Linked DNA regions of Ovis aries: region 2 is linked to region 1. Evidence: chromatin contacts called from public Hi-C data. All regions are on one chromosome and are shown on one strand. Each heading gives the region's core, a stretch centred on a gene start, on an enhancer-like site or on the middle of the called end of the contact. The rest is flanking DNA. Distances are from core to core; before and after follow the strand shown. Region 1 holds the start of XYLT1 (xylosyltransferase 1). Region 2 overlaps XYLT1 (xylosyltransferase 1).

Region 1 (7,340 bases), core at 2,729-5,228:
CATTATCTCATTTAATCCTTATAAGAAATCTATGAGCAAAGCCCTATTATCATCCCACCCCATCCATTTCACAGAGCTTCCCAGGTAATGTAGTGGCAAAGAATCCACCTGCCAATGCAGGAGAGACTCACATTTGATCCCTGGGTTGGGAAGATCCCCTGGAGTAGGACATGGCAACCCACTCCAGCATTCTTGCCTGGAAAATTCAATGGACAGAGGAACCTGGTAGATTACAGTCCATGTGATCGCAAAGAGTTGGACAGGACTGACTGAACACAGATGCACCCATTTTACAGATGAAAAACTGAGGCATAAAGAAGCAAAACAACTGATGCCGAAAGTCTCAGTTGAAAAGCGGCACAGCTGGCAATCTGTTTGACAGCTCCTTGAGGGTAAAGACTCCCCCGACTCTGCCCCGCCGGTTTCCATCTCATCCCCTAGCCTCATGCTGGGAAAGCCAGGATCTCAGAATTACTGATTCACTGATTTACTCTCCCCTCACTGAAAAGTGGTGATAAAACAAGATTCAGGGATGGGGTAGGGAAAGGTATCCCACAAATCAGCTAGAACTTCTTCAGAGCTCTGGCTCTCAGTTAATGCAAGCGTAGGAAGCACACTTAAAAAGATAAATTTCTTAGGGAATCTTCTGCATTTGTATATCACACTTGCCCAGCATGATGCCTAGCACATAACAGGGTCCAATACATCTGTGTTGAATGACTGAATGAGCTTTTAAAATTCTCAAGAAACTTGCTGCTGTTGTGAAAGTCTGCTGCTGCCAGACGCTTAGGCATTACCTGGGCCCCACAAAGATGCTTGAGGTACTGCTGTCTTGATCTGTCTCAGGACAGGAAAATAGTCCCTAGGATCTCGCTTTCCCATTCCCTCTATCTCAGGTGATTTTTCATCCTAAAAACCTCACATAAGCTGTTTATGGCATCCATAACCTGCCGGAGCTTTTAAACCTCTTTTTGGGGCGGCATTTTATGAGTTGAGATAAACAAACAACTCTCTCTTTCTCCAGGGACCCAGGGGGCTGGATCCTTACCCTCACTCCAGCCTGTGGCTCTCGAGGGAGCTGAACAAGAGTGTGGGCCCCAAAGGACTGTGGTTAAACAGTCCTTTGGTTAAACTGTGCCACGTGGAGGAAGCAGATAACATCACTGCTGCCTAGAGGAGAAACGCAGCAGAACCACTGAAGCAAAGATGGGCTAGAGGGCAGGGATGTCAAGTGTCTCCAGGGCAGTCCCGGCTGGGTTGGGAAGCTCTCTTTAGACACTAAGCAGGAGTTCTGGGGACATGACATGATGATCTTGGGGACCATCTCATTGAATTCTTCACTTGGCTTTAAAGAAACTGAAGTCCTGGGAAAGGAGTGGCCTGTCCAAGTCAGGTAAGCATCACAGTGACTTCATAGAGTAGAAGCAACCTTCCCTGCACCTATTCCCACCTTCCCGTAAGACCTTGATCCCTATAGATTCTACAGGGTGGTTGGAGGGAAGCTGGCTTTGCCCCAGTGCCAGAGGAGGTGTATGGGACCTTGGCCAAGCTGATGAGCACATTCTATCTTTCTGGCCACAGTGCTTGGTTTAGGGGTGACCTGTGACCCGAAGCTGGCTCAATCAGAAAGAATATCTGGACGTTTGAGGAGAATGCTGGGAAATCCTGACCTTCCTTCTCTTGGGCTAGAAATGAACAAAAGATACAATTAGTCTGAGCGACTGATGCCAGGCTGTGACACGAAGAGAGAAACTCAGGATGAAGCTGGCCTCATGAAAGGCAGAGAGGAGAGACGGAAAGAAAAGCAGTCCCAGGACATAGTTCTGAGTTGCTGGATCAAACCTCACCTGATGCCTTTTCTCTGGAACATTTGGTTATATGATGCAGTAAACTCTATTTTTAAAGACATAATAAATGTTGTATTACTTGTAACCAAAATAGTCCCAGGTGATAAATAGATGGCCAAGACTTGTGTGACTATAGAAGCTTGCCTCCGTTCTATCTCACTCCTGGTTAGATGGGCTGAGCCCAAGGGGGGCGGCCTCTATGCTTGGCCACATGCCCAGCCAGGCTTGGATAGTCTGAAAGCTGAGCCTTGTCTGGAGTTTAGATCTCCCTAGTTGGCATTTTACACTGCCAGTTCAGGGAAATGGGTTTGCTTGTTACATGGATCCAGAAAGCACCTTCTCAGTGGCCACCCCCACTGCATGCTCATGAACCCAGAGCACTTTGTGCACGTCTCCAAAGCAACACTGACCTCACTGTTAGTTAGTGACCAACATGCACAACTGGCTCCTCGAGACTCCAGGCTTGCGGAAGGGGACGTTAAGCCTCGCTCACCTTTGGATTCCTGCACTTTGCCTTGATGTTCACAGACTGTGGTTGAGCAAGTGAAACAAATCTCTCCCCTGCCTCCTTCTCATTATTCTTTCACTTTCTTCCCTTTAAAGTTAGGATCAGGTCGAAGAACACAGTGGATAAGATGCAAAGCCTTCACCCTGAGTCCCCAGTTCACAAGCTGGGGGTTTGATCTGCTATGGTTTTTGGATAGTGCTGAGTCTTATCTGGGACACCCACTCCTACTATGAACTCACCACGTGCTCAGGGCTGCTGGGCAAGAGGACACCGGAGGGAAAGACTGGAAAGACTGAGTCAGAGATGGCTGATGATGAAACTTGAGTCCACTGGGATCTGTGAGCCTAAACCCTCATTGACAGAGGAGGACGCTCAGGCCCAGGGAGGAGTTCTTGGCTCAAGGTCACCGGGACAGTTCAGCCTTGATGGGAAAGAACTTGACTTTGCGAGGTAAGACCCACTTGTTCTCTCAGGAGGTGAGCCTTGGGCAGTCAGGAAGGCGAGCTTCAGGGTGGATGAGAAGGACCTGGTGGAAGGCAGGGACCAGCCTTTGGGGCTTGCAGCCTAAGGGTTGAGGAACTCCATGGAGTCACTCTCTCCCCAGGAAAGCACTTGTTTGCCAGCTGGGCTTGGAAGTCTCCTGGCTTGTTGGTCCTTAAGGATCAGAGGAGTGACTCAGTGAAGCACTTAGCACATCTTTGGCACTAGGGGACGGGGTGTGATTCAGGAGTCACGCACACTCCGGTGTAGCCTCCTCCCCTCCCCTTCAAGCTAGGGATCCAGGGATCGGCCGCGTGAGCCCCTTCCCTGGCTCAGACACTCCTGACACGTTTTTCGCGTCTCCACCTGCCAAGCCGTCTCTGCCCAGAGAAGACGCCTGGACCGCAAACTCCGGGCGGGGAGCTCGCTCCACTCAGCTGTTTCGTGCTTGCTTCCCACATGGAAGGCTGGATCTCAGGACCCCCGAGCCTCCCGACCTCCCCTAGATTCTGAGCGGGCCCGCCCTCACCCCAGGCTCCCTCTTCCTTTCATGCCTCCGGCCTCGTCTCCTCGGCAGCGGGCGGGGGCTGTCCCCCTTCCCCCCACCCTCTCCCGCCGGGGTCCGCGGGACCCGGGGCCCTCTCTGCTCGCCGCCGCCCCCTTCCTCTCCCTCCTGCTTTTCCCTCCCTCGCCCCGCCCCCAGGCCCGCCCCTCTCCGCCCAGGCCCAGGTCGCCCCCGGCCCCGCGCCCCCAGCCCCCGCGCCCCCGGGCCCGGGGCAGGGGCTGCGGGGCGGGCGAGCCCCGCGGCCGAGGCCCCCGCCCTCCCCGCGCGCCCCGCCCGAGCGCGCGCACCCGCCGCCCCCCTCCGCGGCCTCCGGCTCCCCGCCTCCCCGCCTTCCCCTCCTCCTGGTGACGTCCGGGTCCCTGCCCGTCTGAAAACTCCGCGCCGCGGCGGTGGAGGCGGCGGCGGCGGCAGCGGCGGCGGCGGCGGCGGAGGAGGAGCAGCGGCGAGCCGAGGCGGCGGCGGCGGCCCGAGCGGGAGCCCAGGCGGCGGCGGCGGCGGCCGCGGGAGCCGCGGGGAGCGCGGGGGCGGCCCGGAGCGCCCCGGGTCCCCGCGCCCCGCTCGCCCGCCGCGCTCCGAAGATGGTGGCGGCGCCGTGCGCCCGGAGGCTGGCCCGGCGCTCGCACTCGGCGCTGCTCGCGGCGCTCACCGTGCTGCTGCTGCAGACGCTGGTCGTGTGGAATTTCAGCAGCCTCGACTCCGGGGCAGGGGAGCGCCGCGGGGGCGCAGCGGCCGGCGGTGCGGAGCAGCCGCCCCCGGCCCCGGCCCCGCGCCGCGAGCGCCGGGACCTGCCCGCCGAGCCGGCTGCAGCCCGAGGAGGAGACGGTGGCGGCGGCGGCGGAGGACGGGGGCCCCCGGCGCGCGCGCGGGGAGGCGGCCCCGGAGCACCCCGCGCGCAGCAGCCGGCCAGCCGAGGGTCACTGGCCGCGCGGGCGCTGGTAAGATGCCCTTTCGGCTCGCGTCCTGGAGGGAGCGATGGAGGGAGGGAAACCGGAGGGCTGGCGGCCGGACCCCACGCTCCCCGCCCCCCAGCCCTTGAACCCCGCTCCTCAGATCGGGACTCCCCAAGCCTGCTGACTCCACATCTCTTTCCCCTGGAAGCCGGGGCTGGGTCCCTGCCCCATCCCTAGTCTGAGGACTGCCCCCTGGGGGTCTGGGGAAGTTATCTCCAGAGGAGGCGCTTTGGGGGGTTACCGGAGCCTGGCTGGGTGCCTGTCCCCGTCACTCTAGCTGGGCGCCCCGACTTGCTCTGTGCTTGTGGGTGTTGTTGCCTCGCCCCGGGTCTAAGCGCCTAGACCGTGCCGGGATCCGCAGCCGCTGTTCCGGCGGTGGTGCTCAGCGCATCTCTGGTTTTTGCCCAGCTGGGTGCACACCACTCAGTCCTCCGTCTGCTGCCTCGTTGTCTTTGCCTGGCCTGAGAGGGGTCTGGGATCAGTGTCCCAGGTCCTCACCCGTGCCCCGGAGTCAAGACTCTGTCTCCAGTGCCCGGTCTTACTTTGAGTCTCCTGTTTTGCGTCCCTGGATGCCTGAGACTCCTTTCTCCCTTGTCCATGTCTAACCTTGCTCTCTCCTGGTGCCCTGTCTCCAGTATCAGGGCATGGCCCCTTCTCCTAGGCGTTTGTGTCCAGCTCTCTGTCTTCGTGTGTGGCTCATTCCTGTCGCCAGCTGTGTATCAGATCACAGCACCTCAACTTAGGCTTCTGTGGGTTTACTTTGCCCTCCTTGGGTGTGAACAATCCAGGCTCTGAAACTGTTCCTTCCGCAGATCTTCTGGGGCCATCTGGGTGTCTTCTACCCTGCCCCCGACCTCTCCTGGGAAGCCTTTTGCACCTTCTTTGGCCCACCTTGCTTAGCCCTCTGAACTCAGAGCACACAGGAGAGGTCAGAGTCCCCAACTTTGAGCCAGGGTCTCGGCACCCTGTGGGCGTGTCTGTCTTCAAGCTTACGGATGTGTCTGTATCTTCGTGATGTGTCTGTATCTTCATCCCTGCCGCTTACCCACGGAGCTTCTCCCAACCCTCGGGGACATTAGACACCAGGGGGTAATTTCAGGCTCTTAGGCACTGAATGCATGTCTCTGTCACCTGTCGCTTTGGGAGCCTTCACTGAAGGCTGCCTTCAGACACAGCATGATACCCTTTGATCTGCCAAACTTTGGAGGCAGAGAGGCAACCTTCTTTGCCAGAGTGCAGTTCTTTGTGTCTGTGGGCTGAGCCAGCCCAAGGCGTGATGCGATGGCATTTCACGTTGCTGGCTGGTCTGTGTGGGTAGCAGGGAGAAGTCTTTTCCTCATTCCGGGGGAGGAGGATGGAGTGAGAGTCCCGGTGGGGAACCAGAATGTTCAGAATGCCTCTTATTTGTAGCAAAGGGTACTCTCAGACACTGCCTTTGAACTCCAGGAGTGGATAGTGATGTGTTTGGGCAGAAATGCAATTAGAAGTTCTTTCTGGAGTCGGAGCCCTACGGGGAGGTGGGGTGAGAGGAGGTTCAGGACAGGCACTGCTAGCCCAGTGTGGGAACATGTAGGATAGCCATGGAAGTGTGGGGCTAACTGTATCCTTTGCATCTGGGGTCCAGATGCACTTCAGGAGGCGCTTTTCCCCATGCACATACCACCTGTTGAAACAAGTAGAGGGAGGGAAGCAAGCCTGGTTGGCTGATTCCTCCCTGGGTCTCTGACATTTGGGGTCCTACATCCACACCTGCTCTCTGGGTGTTCAGTTCTGTGTCCTCCTCTCTCATCCTCCAGCTGGGCGGCGCTGAGGTTAGCAGTTGGGAAGGTAGGAAGGAGCATGCCTCTTTTCCTCTTCTGTTCCTGTTGGGATGCCGGTTCCAGCAGCTGAGGTGCTTTGCTTTTCTGCAACTCTGCTCTCATCTGCAAGTTCAGTGACTGTCCCCCTGCACACACCTCCCAGGGTCTCAGTTCATTCCGATATAGACACACCTGTATTTGTTGTCCCCCTTTTTTCTGTCCTCCCCCCTTGTTTGTGGCTGTCTACCATGCAGTTGTTCACTGCCGTCTCGCCTGGATTTGTACTGGATATTTAGTCTGTTCGTCCGTGTCCTTGCTGTTCCCTTCCCCGATGATGTCTACCCCCGTGCCCTATCAGATCCTGTAATCACAGCGCAGACCTGCAGGGTGGAGCGGGGGGGCCCATCCTCCTGTAGCTGTGCCCACCCAGCCCCTGCCCTTCCACGGAGCTCAAGGAGACCAGAAGGGGGCAGGCTGTTCCCAAAGTCCGGCTTTGCCTGAGCTTAGATTGCAGCCTAGGAGGAAAGGACCAGGCCGTTTGGGCAGGCCGCTGAGGCCCTCAGAACGTGCGGTCTGCTTGCAGACCCCGCGGAGGCTGCTGGTGCATGATGCCTCGGAGGGAGATTGGGGAGTGAGACTTAAAAAAAATCCCCATGACTTTACAGAGCTGGTGAGGCGCATGCTCGGGAGATGATGTTTCAGCTCTGTGCTCTGAAGAGGGTGGGGTGGGCAGTTGTGCTTTTGGGTGCAGAGAGACTCAGCACTGGTGGTGGTGGTGGTGGTGGGTATGTCTCAAAGAGTGTCAAGCCGACACTGTGTTCAGGTTATTTTCTAAACCAGACTTCGCTGCTTCCTTGTGCTCACCTTTCCAGAGCTTCTGCATTTGTACTTTTTCTGTTTGGAGAAGGGCCTGATTGTCATTTTGGTGCATTTTGAGAAGCCAAGAAGAAACACCCAGTTTCTCAAGCAGACAGAGCCAGAGAGCTTGCGGATGGTGGCGAGACGGGCATTTCCCTGAAAGATTTGCAGGCTTTGCCTCTCAGCCTCTCCCAAAGCTCTTACAGATTAGAGTTGTTGGGCGGATGACAGCTGAGTTCCCTGGCTGTGGCACTCTTTCCTTCACCGGGTCTCCAGTACACTCTGGGTTTTACTGTCATCTCAGAATGTAAGAAACAGATGGGCTCACTTATA
Region 2 (7,340 bases), core at 2,119-4,618, 120 kb after region 1:
GGCTTCGACTCCTCCCTGTTAGCCCAGAGCAGACAGACAGACACAGAGAGACGTCAGGGTATTTCTACCAGCAAGCAAGGCCTTGGCATACTCTCCTTTTCTCATTCTGTCACTCCTCCAGGAAATATAACCGTCTTAGTGTTTGAATCTGATTTCTCAGAAGTGCCATCCCGTCTCCTCTGCCTCTGAGCACCCTTGGGAGGTCTAGCACGTGGCCAGTACTCCAACCCCAGTGGTCCTGGCTGGGGGGCTGGGAAGTCATCTCCCAGCAGGACAGAGAGGTGGGGCCCTGGGTCCAACCTCAGTGCTACCTCCCTGCTGGGTTCCAGTGCCTTTCTGAAAAGGAACGTCTTGTTAATAACCCCTTCTAATTTTCTTCTGGGAACTGCAGCTCTTATTTTTCCACAGAAAGGAAAGGGACTGAATGGAAAAACTCAAGTTAACTGTGGTGCAGCCGCCAGATGGGTGGGGCTGAGGACTGTGGGGCAGCTTTATTGTCCTGAGAAGGAAAAGCCCAGCCAGCTCAATGCTTAGAAGAAAGAAACTCCAGCTACACAAGAGGCTTAAGCGACTTCTTTGCCAGTGGCTCGCCTGCCCCAATTATAGCTGGTACAGTTGTAGGGGGGCAGGAGCTAACCTTCTCAGGACATCCTAGACCCAGAGTCATACACAGGCTTTCTGGTGGCATCTCCTACTGACACACAGGGTTTTTATTTGTTTGGTGTGGAGCGGGGGTTTGGAGGGTTTGTGGTAAATTGGAAGGTAAAACCACATTGAACCTTGAGACATCAGCTAGTGGCAAGGACCAGCTGCCCCCTTTGGATGGGGCCCAGGGTCACCCTCGTGATCTGTTCCACTCATTCTCCTCGCTGGCAGGCTCCTGGAGTGCTCTGTGTGTGGTCCTCTGTGCAGACAGGATTCTGCATCCCACTGGGGTTCAGATGCAGAGTAGTTCAGGGCAGCCCGGCCACGCCACACAGCCCCTTGGTGGGGCAGGAAAGGGCCTTGTAGACTTTGCAGCAGACCGCCTGGCTCACTGCTGACCTGCCGTGAGACGTTCCATATACCAGCTGATGCTGTACCTCAATTTCGTTAGCAAATTAGAAGGTACCAGCAGTAGCTGCATCCTGGGCAGTTGGGATGGTCAAATGGGCTAATATGTATGAAGCAGAAGGTGAAAGAGGAGAATGAAAAAGCTGGCTTAAAATTCAACGTTCAAAAAAATAAAGATCGTGGTATCCGGTCCCATCACTTCATGGCAAATAGAGGGGGAAAAAGTGGAACCAGTGTCAGATTTCATTTTCTCGGGCTTCAAATGCAGACAGTGACTGCAGCCACGAAATTAAAAGACGCTTGCACCTTGGAAGAAAAGCTATGACAAACCTAGACAGTGTATTAAAAAGCAGAGACATCACTTTGCCAACAAAAGTCCGTATAATCAAAGCTACAGTTTTTCCAGTAGTCACGTGTGGATGTGAGAGTTGGACCGCACAGAAAGCTGAGCACCAAAGAATTGATGCTTTCAAACTGTGGTGATGAAGAAGACTCTTAAGAGTCCTTTGAACAGCAGCAAGGAAATCAACCCAGTCAATCCTAAAGGAAATCCACCCTGAATATTCATTGGAAGGAATGATGTTGAAGCTGAAGCTCCAATACTTTGACCACCTGATGCAAAGAGCCGATTGACTGGAAAGGAAACCACGATTCTGGGAAGGATTGAAGGCAAGAGGAGAAGGGGTTGACAGAGGATGAGATGGCTGGATGGCATCACTAACTCAATGGACATGAGTCTGAGCAAGCTCGAGGAGAGAGTGAAGCCAGACAGGGAGGCCTGGTGTGCTGAAGTTCATGGGGTCTCGAAGAGTCGGACATGACTTAGCAACTAATCAGCTACAACGAGAACCATGCCTGGCAGGAAGTACACATTTAGGATCCCTCTTACAGTCCTGGCTTCAAATCCTGGCCTCTTCCCTTATTGAATGCATCGCCTTCCAGAAGGTTTTCAACTTCCTGAGTCTCAGTTTCCCTCCTGGATAAAGCAGCCATGACACCTACCTCCCTGGGCTCTTTAGAGGGTGGGGTGAGTGTGCCCCATTATCACTTGTAAATACTGACCCCACCCCGCTTTCTCTCCTGTGTAAGGAGCAGGTGCCCAGAGTAAGGCTCTTCGGCCTCCTTGCTTTGTCTCCCCAGCCTGTGCCCTGGCCAGGATGAGGACACTGGCACTCTCTCCTTGCCGGGATTTTTTTTCTTCCTTCTTTATTTGGATGGCTGGTTCCCTCTTTGTAGAGAGGGGAATAGCATTCGTTAAAATAGTGGGATGTTTCTGATCGCTGAGCCAGGTACTTGTGTCCTATGAATGAGCTGGGACGTTTGCCTGCGCACAGGGTGGGGGCAGGCTGTGTTGTGACCGTGTAAGAGAAGCCCAGGTCTGCCTGGACTCCGAGCAGTCCACTGAACAACACAGGCAGGCACAGTTCTTCTAATGAAAGAGCATCTTCTTGACGTGAGGTGAGGTGAGGTGAGGTGAGAGGTTCCCCTAGCCCGGGCAGTGGAGCTGCCCCTGGTCAAGAGCCCCACAGCTTCCTTAGCCAGCCGGCCGTCGACCATCTCAGTAACCCCCAGGCAGAGGATGGGCCAAGTCTGATCAACTCTTTTGCCTCTGACCTGCCCATCACTTAAGGGTCCCCCTTCCCCAGGGCTGCCTCACTGTTCCCCCTGCTCATACACCAAGCTTGCTCAGCTGAGGCACTCCTGGCCTTTTGGACTGGATGGCTCTTCATCGTGGGCACTGTCCTGGGCAGCAGAGCTGGGACCTACCCACTAGGTGCCAGTGGCACCCCCTCCTCCGTTGCTGCAACCCACAGTATCTCCAGACACGGCCAAATGTCCCCTAGGGGCCAAGTTGACCCCAGCTGAGAACCACTGGCCTGAGTATGGTTTTCGCAGTGACTATGTCATAAAACAGTGCTGGGAAGGGTTAGGTGAAGTCCACGGGGTTGGACACCCCCGTATAAATGTCACTGGATTTTAAGTCTTCACTCTAAAGTGACTTTATGGGGGTGGAGCGAGAGGGTAGAGTTTATACAAATCAGCACATGCCCAGCCTTTCGGGGCTGGTGAGATGAGATACAAAGGAAAACGCAAATGTTCCAGCAAAAGGTTAAAGGGCCCTAGTGTACTCCTGGGGTCTGGAAACCCTAACCCCATCTCTGAACCCCAGTCTAGTCGTTTTTAGACCGAGTGCCTGGTGAGGTGAGGGCTGAGTTCCAGGCGGGGCTTCTGAAACCTGCAGGCGTCAGGGTTGGCAGATTTGCTGTGGTTTGGTTCTCGCAGGAGGGTGTGGGCTTGCCTGACACCCGGAAATAGTCTGCGGCTTTGGGACCGACTCTGTAACGTGTTCAAACTGGTTGGTTTTACTCCCTGGTTACTAGGCTCTCACTGTACTGCATTCATACAAGCAGGTCTTTACGCCCGGACTCTGTGAAAGGGTCCTATGTGCGGAGCATCGATTTAGAACAACCAGACCCCTGTGTGCCATGCCAGAAGTTACTTGTTTACGTGTCAGTTTGTCCTTGAGTGTTTCTCCACCCTGTTCTCTGTGGCTAGAAACGTGTTTGCTTTTAATCTTTATTCATTTATTTATTTTTAAATTTTCCTTTTGGGACTTGAGATCTTTTTCTGGTTCTGTTTTTTTAACTGTTGCTATGTTCAATAATGGACTTCCCAGGTGGTGCTAGTGGTAAAGAACCCACCTACCGATGCAGGAGACATGAGATGTGGGTTCAGTCCCTTGGTTGGGAAGATCCCTAGAGGAGCGCATGGCAACCCACTCCAATATTCTTGCCTGGAGAATCCCATGGACAGAGGAGCCTGGTGGGTTACAGTCCATAGGGTCGCAAGGAGTCAGACATGACTGAAGGGACTTGGTACACACGTACACATGATCAATAATGTATTATATTCTCCTTTCTTATTATATTATCAGTTAGTTCATTCATAGAATATTTATTAAGTGCCTGCTTTGTGCCAGACACTGCTTTAGGGGCTAGAGAGACAACAGTGAACAAGACAGAAGTCTGTGCTCTCCCATGTTCTCATTCTAGGTGGATGGTGTGTGTTTTGATGTTACGTCAGATGGTTACAGTTGCTAAGGAGGACACTTGGGTAGAGGAGGGACGGGCCAGGCCAAATCAGTTGAGGCCTTTGACTTTGGTGGAACTGGGGTGGGCAGCATGGAAATGAGGCAGTGTTTGAACAGAGACCTGAAGAGCGTAGTGGGTGAGGAACAGAGAGTGGCCAGTGCAAAGGCCCTGAGGTGGGTTGTGCTTGGCATTGTTGTTGCGCCATAGAAGCCAGCGTGGCTAAAGCAAGAATGAGCAAGGGAGAGAGGGGAGGAGGTGGGGCCAGGTCTTTAAAATCTTGTTGAACTTAGAAAGGACTTTGCTTATGTTCCACCCTGGGGAGCCCCAGGAGGAATTTGAGCAGAGGAGTGACATGGCCTGACTTTTAAAAACGGGATTAGTTACGCCCTGCTGAAAACACATGGTCGTCAGTCAAGAGCAGGCCCAGGGAGACTGGAGAGGGAGGAGGCTGTTGAATATCCAGAGCCGTGCAGTGATCGTGTGGACCAGCTCCCAGTGGAGGCCATGAGAAGCGGTTTCATTCTGGACACTGGACCTACTGTGGGTTGAACGCATATAAAGCAGTACAATCACACACTAATAAATAAATACAATCAAATAATACAAAAGAGTGTGAAGTGAATCCTTATACCCCCTTTTTTCCGGTCTTCAGCGGTAACTGCTATTATTTTCTTATTTCTCCTTCCACGTATTTCCTTTGCATGTTAGTGTGGGTATGGTGACGGGGTTGCATAGGCAGGAATTTTTGTTTCCTTGAAACAGAATCTAAAGAAAGATATTTTATAATAACTCTGTTTTTCTCTCTATATCCTAGATGTCCGTTTATAACAGCATCCATCACTCGTCTTCATTGTTTTTAGCTGCTTTCTATTTTCTCCAGTTATCCCCAGCATCTAGCATGGTGTCTGGTATGTAGAAACTGTTCAGTAAATATTAGTTGAATGAATGAAACATCCCATCATCTACTTAACTGATTTCTTGTTGGTGGACATTTAGATTGTTTCTCTCTCTCTCCTTTTCCTGTCTTCATGCTGCCGTTCTTGTACACACACCTCTCCACAATTGAGTGTGTACATCTGTAGGGCGAATGCCTGTATCTGGGGTGGCTGGTTCAAAGGGTGTGTAGGTATTTAGGTTTTGGCAGGCCTAGTGGAACTGTCTTATGCAGAGGTTCCTTCAAAACACCTATGGGAGTGATTTCCTGTTTCTTCCCTCAGAAGCACTGGTGATTATCAATCTGTATAATCTGTGTCAAAACAAAGAGTAAAAACAGTACTTACTGTTTTGATTTGCATTTTAGATATGAGTGGGTTGGAGCACTTTTAAAAAGTTGTATCTGTTGGTGAATCTGTTAGCTCCATTTTCCTGGATGCCGGATGGCAGAGCTCTCATCCTTGGCCTCCTTGAGATGTGCTGGGTGATACCCGAGACTTGCCAGGCACTTACAGTGCCAGCACGGTGCCCACTGCTACATGTGTGCTAACTCACGTGCTGATGCACCATCCAGGAACACTGGGAAGAGGTGTGGTCAGTGTCCTCACTCTTAGATAATGAAACTGAGGCTCAGGGAGGAGTTAAATAAGTCTTTAGAGGTCACCTAGAGAAGGCAATGGCACCCCACTCCAGTACTCCTGCCTGGAAAATCCCATGGATGGAGGAGCCTGGAAGGCTGCAGTCCATGGGGTTGCTGAGGGTTGGACATGACTGAGCAACTTCACTTTCACTTTTCACTTTCATGCATTGAAGAAGGAAATGGCAACCCACTCCAGTGTTCTTGCCTGGAGAATCCCAGGGGCGGGAGAGCCTGGTGGGCTGCCATCTATGGGGTCTCACAGAGTCGGACACAATGAAGTGACTTAGCAGCAGCAGCAGCAGCAGAGGTCACCTGTCATGTGAAATGTACGTGGGGAGCTTGCAGACCTTGTTTTATTGCACTTTGCAGATATGGTTAAGTCCTCTGCATAAGAGCAAGTTCCATTCTGAGAGTGTGTTCCTAAGTCCAATTTGTTTGTAAGTCCAACGAAGTTAACCTAGGTACCCAATGAACACAATTGGCTATATAATACTGTACTGTAATAGGTTTATAATACTTTTCATACAAATAATACATAAAAAACAAACACAAAAAATGAAGAAAACATTTTTAATCTTACACTAGTGTCTTGAAAAGTACAGTGGTACAGTACAACACCTGGCATGCAGGGGCTGGCACACACATTCATATCTTTGATAGCTCCCGACTGGAAGGTTTATATGTGGGGACTTACTGTACTGGTTTTTTTTTTTTTTTTTGCAAGTTTAAGTCTTGGGGCAACCATGCTTTGAGCAAATCTGTTGGCATCATTTTCCCAACAACATTCACTCACTTCTTGTCTGTGTCATATGTTGGTAATCCTTAACCATATTTCAGATTTTTCATTTTGTTATGGTAAGCTTCAACCTGTGATCTTTGATATTACTATTGTAATTGTTTGGGTATATTTTAGCAATAAAATTTTTAAATTAAGATACGTGCCTCGTTTTCTTAGACATGTTTTTGCACACTTAACAGGCAACAGGATGGTGCAAACAAGTTTTACATGCGCTTGGAAAACAAAAAATCATGTGACATGTTTTATTGTAATAGTTGCTTTACTGTCTGGTCTAGAATCAAGCCCACAATATCTCCGAGGTGTGTCTGCATTGGAACTGGGCAGAATTCTTACCCACTGTGCCAGACAGGTTGTTGGATTTGGTAATGGCCATGATCCCCCCACTCCCACCTCCTTTAAGACTTGACCTGATATCTGGAAAACAAGCCGGAGCATGTCCTGGCTTGAGGGAGTAAATGGACCAGATGTGGAATGTGGCTGCACGTAGACCTGGGGCCCAGCCTGTGGTGTGAGACCTGGAGACGCAGCTCTGAGCCAGCCGTACTTTGCCCAAGGCCACACCAGAGTCCGGGCCACCTTTCCCCACTGAACACATCTCCTCCTGGAACTGGATCTGGGGGCTGACTGCAGAAGTGTCTGTAGTTACAACTGTAGCTCAGATCAGGTAGGTGGAAAGATGGAGAGAAGATGACAGACTGATGGAAAGAAGGAAGGGTGGAAGGAGGGGAAGGAGGAGAACGGGAAGAGGGAAGGATAGATTAAATAGGTAGAAATAAAATCTTGGTTCATATTAAAAAATTCCTACTGTACCCTGGGGGTTCCC

What was found. A called contact is a pair of places that touch in the nucleus more often than the background predicts.
Region 2: a contact with region 1 is called in a Hi-C map of blood, with 2.5 times the contacts expected there. The contact joins the enhancer-like site here to the promoter of XYLT1 in region 1. A contact is called at or near these places in 2 of 16 Hi-C or Micro-C datasets (both in blood).

What each region holds. Positions count from the first base shown.
Region 1 is chr24:16,024,645-16,031,984 of ARS-UI_Ramb_v3.0, forward strand. It overlaps XYLT1 (xylosyltransferase 1), which reads left to right and starts at 3,979. Exons shown (of 12, transcript XM_027961195.3): 1 at 3,979-4,335. The coding sequence starts at 3,979.
Region 2 is chr24:16,141,008-16,148,347 of ARS-UI_Ramb_v3.0, forward strand. All of the region lies in intron 2 of XYLT1 (xylosyltransferase 1), which reads left to right. Among named protein-coding and RNA genes, the nearest start is that of XYLT1, 120 kb to the left of the region's middle. Within about 2 kb of position 3,369, at least 15 of the 54 cell types and tissues checked have an H3K27ac peak or open chromatin away from gene starts, as enhancers often do.